Regions from separate parts of the Mus musculus genome. Here region 2 is linked to region 1. The links are chromatin contacts, called in public HiChIP or PLAC-seq maps. All regions are on one chromosome and are shown on one strand. Each heading gives the region's core, a stretch centred on a gene start, on an enhancer-like site or on the middle of the called end of the contact. The rest is flanking DNA. Distances are from core to core; before and after follow the strand shown. Region 1 holds the start of Gprin3 (GPRIN family member 3). Region 2 holds the start of Snca (synuclein, alpha).

The links. HiChIP or PLAC-seq counts read pairs in DNA pulled down with a chosen protein or histone mark.
Region 2: a contact with region 1 is called in an H3K4me3 HiChIP or PLAC-seq map of forebrain, with 8 times the contacts expected there. The contact joins the promoter of Snca here to the promoter of Gprin3 in region 1. A contact is called at or near these places in 1 of 39 promoter capture datasets (cranial neural crest) and 1 of 115 datasets of contacts at active chromatin or transcription factors (forebrain).

The regions. Positions count from the first base shown.
Region 1 is chr6:59,424,986-59,427,685 of GRCm38.p6, forward strand. It overlaps Gprin3 (GPRIN family member 3), which reads right to left and starts at 1,321. Exons shown (of 2, transcript NM_183183.3): 1 at 1,175-1,321.
Region 2 is chr6:60,827,644-60,830,343 of GRCm38.p6, forward strand. It overlaps Snca (synuclein, alpha), which reads right to left and starts at 1,361. Exons shown (of 6, transcript NM_001042451.2): 1 at 1,081-1,361.

The DNA of each region.
Region 1 (2,700 bases), core at 71-2,570:
ATGCTCAAAGCATTATCAAGGTAAAATATGCAGAAGTGCCAACAAGAGCAAACAAAAGCCCACGCAAGAGCTGTGTAAATATTTCATGAAGCTAAGCCTTAATCACTCTCTCTCCAAATCTTTCTGGTGGTGTAAACACTTCAGTTTCTTCCAGTCCTGTCATGACCCAGATTCCATGAAAAAAATATAAATAAATAAAATGAAAACATGGACCTACGGATCTCGAACAAAACTGTTGTGAAAACGGAAGGAAGGCAGCAAACACCTTCAGAAAGGTGGTTCCCAGCTGGATGGCTAGCTAAAGCTCCTTTCTTTCCCAACCCCTCTAGGCTTTTGCCTTTCCCCCACCTACTCAGCTGCTCTCACATCATCCCAACCTTGAACTGCCTACATGCAACCAGTGACCTCGCTTAACACCCCTTCAAAAGCCCTTGAACTCTGATGTGCCTAGGCTGCCTTTCCTCCACCTCAATCTACTTTCCAGTGTCTAAGACTCCTCTTTCCACTTCCCTGTTGCTGTGTACTAGAAGAACATGTCAGGCCTTTGTCATAATGTACCCGGAGACAGGTTTACCACTTCTACTTGCTACCATGATTGAATGTGGTTCCAAAGTTCACCTCTAGACACTGAACATGCTCTACAATGACTTCCCTTTATCATCCTCAGTCGACCTTCCTCGTCTCTCCCTTCCGACCTCATGAAGAAATATACATGCAAATGTATTAATAAATACACACACATACACACATATAATCGAGCATATTGAATACGACTAAGTTTTTACCTTACAGCAAATAATCATAGGAAAATAATAAAGAAGGCAATCACACACACACACCCTTCTTCGAGTATTCGTTGTGTGCATATCTTACTGATTAGGATTTCTAGCTCAGAAGCAGCAAGCGGCTTCTCTTTTTTTTCTTTTTACCTTTGGGTCAGAGCTTAAGGGAGTAATAACCTTGCAGAGATATACATCACCTGCAGGGCGCACAGCCCCTCCTGAGGAGCAGGGTGGCAGCAGCGGCTGGGGACCATAAGCAACAGGCAAAAGATCCACGAACAAATGTGGGACCTAATTCCTCCTTCACCAGCACAGGGACATTGCCAGGCTCCGGTCTCCAAGGCTGGCCACTGGGCCAGGTGGCCGCGGGGGCGGCTCCTTTCCGGGCTTACCTGCTCCGGTGGGGTGTCCCCCGCTGGGCCGCTGTCTGCGCGGTGCTGGGCTTCTAGTCGATTCCCAGCCCTGGCTCTGCCACACTGCTGCTGGGTGACTTGAGCAGTCCCCTGCAGCCAGGAGCCAGCTCTGCGCGATCAGGAACTGAGATTACTATGCCAAGAGCTGAGGCGGCGCTGCAGCGGGGCGGAGACCAGCAGCTTCTACGCTGGGCGGTGAGCCAGCAAGGAGGTGGAGTTCACGTGCGGGCAGATCCACGCCAGCTAGGCGCGCCCCTCCGCTGTGACCAGGCCCCAGTGGCTGAGTCCCGCCTGCACCCAGACAGGCAGCAGCCTCCCTGCGAGCTCCTACCCAGCCAGCCCTCGAGGCCCACAGCTCAGGGAGCCTAGCGCCCTGGGGGAGCTTAGGGGACTGGCTGACTGTGCCTCTGGTGCAAGGGAACCAGTGACAGATGGAAAGTTAAGATGGAGATTAGGGAAAAGGGCTGGGGACCCAGAGAGACTCAGCAGGAAGTCTGGCCCTCACTCCCTCTAGCAATTCACTATTCACTCTGTCTCTGTATAGAGTAGGTGGCTCCTCACAAAGTCTTGTGCAATGATATGAAAGCAAGCAGACAACAGGCGTTTACTATGTTGTGAAATGGACAATGTATTAAGTATTTAGAGTTGTCACTGCAAAATGTTCCGGTCCCTCTCCTGCATTACTAACTCCAAGAGTGTAGATGGCTTTGGAGACAGCCCCTTTGAGCTGCTGCTGCAACACTGTGAAGTCTACTGAGCTGCTGTAGATGGTGCTAAACAACACCACAAGAACTATTATAACTGAGTATTTGTTTGCAAAAATTGCAGCTATAATTCACACAACTACTTATTAAGGGGGTGTTACTCCTTTTTTTTAGAAACTGCTTGAGAGTGGGGTAGTAAGCAGCCTGGCTGGCATTCAAACCTCTCAGAGATATCATCTTTCAGCTACAACTCAGGGCTTACCTAGGGATTCTGTTGAGATGATGTTTGTATCAGAGCCCAAGGATCAGAGTTTTTGTTTGTTTGTTTGCTTGCTTGTTTGTTTTTAACAGATTCCCACCCAGGTCGTGCTGAACAGTCTCAGTCCTTAGGCCAGGGAGTTTAAATATGTTTCTTTGGTGTTGGTTGTAGCTACTTCCTAAAGGTGGATTAAGACAGATTTTCAGAAGTTATATATTCTCTCTTTAGCAAAGAAGTGGGAAGCAGTTCTCAAGGTTCCCTTTGGTTGAAGGAAGAAAGAAATGAAAAGGTTGCCAGTAGCCCTAGGTCATCCCTGAAATAGCTTTCTCAGAGGAGCGGCTGGAGTGTAAGAGCTGTTTCCAGGTTCTTTGCCTCTTAACCAAAGAGCTCAAAGTAAGGGCTCATACTGATTTGTAAACAGAACAAGATGACTTTGTGTGGAAGGAAGTGGCAGTTTGGAGTCCTAGGGACTACAGCCCAGCAGACCACATGAGTGAGTGTACCTAAGTCTAATTAGTGTTTGAGACTCCCTATATTAGGTT
Region 2 (2,700 bases), core at 111-2,610, 1.4 Mb after region 1:
ACATTTTGAATTAGAAAATTTGGGTAAAAAAATAATAATAATAAGGTTTAAAACAGCTAGAGAAAGAAAGGAAATTGAGGGGGAAAAATCAGTATGCCTTCCCCCAAGTCCTGGTGTAAGTGTGATTTCTTGGGTGGGGGGATGTGGGGGTGCTGGGCACAGTGTTGATTGATTGTTGAGTTATGTCACTCAATACTAGGAAAAAGTCATGTCACTTAAGGATGGGATGGATCTAGTTTGATCATTCGACTGCTCTTACATACATATTTCAGAAGAAGAGTTGCAGAAGGGGAGGTGGGCATCCTCTACCCCATCAAGTTCCCAGGGCCCAAAGGTTACATTCAAAGTAAAAAGACTATCTAGAAAAGGAACATGGGAGGTGGGCGTACAGAGATGGAGTGGGGGCAAGAGGATAAAAGACCCAGAGAGGAGTCAGTCTTTGGAGAAGGAAGGGAGGGGAACTGTTTAATCTAGAAGTAGGGAACTGCTTGAAGCCCAGCCTTTCTAATCTTGCAAGACCTTCTGCCCACCACTAGCTCTTTGCCTGCTATCTGCCCAGAGCAGGCGCTGTCCATACACTTGAGCAGTCTCACTTGAGCACCACCCAACCAAGAAGCTCTGTCCTCAGCTGGAATCCTCTAGAAGACCCTGCACCCCATGCTCATTAACCCTTTATCACCTGTTGCCTACTGTCCTCTGCACTTCTATTAATCATGGGCCAAAGGCACCCTTCTTCCTCTACAGAAAGAAGCTGAAATGCCTGGGGTTGGAGCATGAAAGTTGGATGCTCAAATTCCACCCAATGCCCAGCACTAAGCTTCCACCATCCAGCACTCAACATGAAACACCCTAGCGTTTCCGCTTGAAAAAGCAGATGCCACAGGCAACCTGGCCTTTCCCTCGGGCTTTGACAGGATGGAAGGGCATGTCTCCAGCGAAAGGAAAGCCGAGTGATGTACTTTCCACGCACTGGCCCAGTCCCCACCGCCAAAGCAGCTGTAGTTGGTCTTCTCTAGGCGTCCCGGCTCTTTGCTCCGGCTAGCTAAGATCCCCAGAGCTGCCCCATCTACAGGTACTTACCGGCTCCCTAGGCTTCTGAAGAACTCCGATTCTTCCTGTTTTCCCCAATCTAATTTCAATGAAAGAGGCAAGGGCAGGCAGGGGCAGGGGGAACACCTGCTGGTCTCCTGCCGTCTGCTGCCTGCTGCCGGGCGCTCTGGCTCCCTGGCTCCTTCACGTCGCCCCCGCAGCTGATTTGTCAGCGCCTCTCCCCGCCCCTCGCCTGCCTCGTGCCTTCGCTCCTCTTCCTAGGGAGGGGACGGGTTGGTTGGAGGTGCGGTGCGTGAGGGCTGTGGGTATCTGGAGCACATTCCCCCGGATGGAAGGAAGAGAGGACGGCCTGAGCCTCCCCTCGAGTTCAGAGGGCCCTCAGTTTTATCGTGGCTGAACTTGAGCTGGCGCCTCTCCTGCCCCACCCCCCTCCTTCCCTGCCTCAGTCTGTTCCCAGTTCCTCTAGGCGACCCCCTCCTCCAGGACGAGCCCAGATGCCACACCAGAGAGCTGGACCGCCTGAAATGGTCTGTGTGCGGAGCCAGGCAATGGAGAGGGAGCACACACCCTTGGGGTTGCTTTTGTTCACACAGCTTAAGATTTCCATTTGTTTTTACCCCGGAGGAGTCTAAAAGGGTTCTGGGTGCAAAGGGGAGCCGACTAAGGAAGAGTTACAGGTCGAAGAAGCAGGGGGAGGCTCAGCAAATCCTCATTCCCACTCCACTATCACCATTTTCTTTTCCACCAATCAGCGGCTGCCAGACGCTGATTTTTTTTTCCCCATCTGTGGAGCAAGGAATAAATATCCCCCAACCGTCGAAAACCAGCTGCCTCAAGGCTTTTTTGCACTTGAGAAAGTGGCTTACTATAGAGTTACAGGATAGGAAGGTAGCGGCTGTGGGATTCACCCTCTGGGACCATCACAGGCAGTTTCTTCCTTAGTCCCTACTTAATGGCAGATTTTGCACACCTCTTACCTTTCCGACTTCTGGCTGCGTGGAGCTCCAGCGAACAGACTCTTCTTCCAATCCAAGCACACGCGCAGATAGATGCACAGGCTTTGAGACAATTTCTGTGTTACTTAACACGTTCCCACTTCTCTCTGAGATGAGCAGAATACCACTGTTTTATAGCAGAGTGGATTTGAGTGCCAAGCTCCTCCCCCAGCAGAGTGCCTTGCTTTTCCTTTCTTGTATTCTGAACTTGTGTTGGGCACTGGAAGCTAAATCAAGCGTTTACTGTATTAAAAGGGGGGGGGGGTCGTAGGAGGGAATGCTTTCTCTGATCCTTGAAGTCAGTTGACTTCTGAATCCTGAAAAATAAATAAATAAATAAATAAATAAATAAATAAATTGAAGTCTAAAAAAGCATTTGAAACAAGGGACAAGCAGCTTGTTTGGCATGCTATAAAGGAAGGAGGCAGATAAAACCACAAATGCAGAGTACAAGTAATGTGACAGAAATTAACTGTTTAAGCAACGCCTTCAATTCTTATTCCCTTTAAAAATCAACCTTCCTACACACTAGTGGCACATACCATGTTTACTTGAAATTAAAGGAAAAGGTGGCACCTCTGCAGTAGATAGGGTTAGATCCTGGGCTCTAGCATCCCCATCCTGCCAAGTTAGGACACCTGTCCTCAACCAGCCA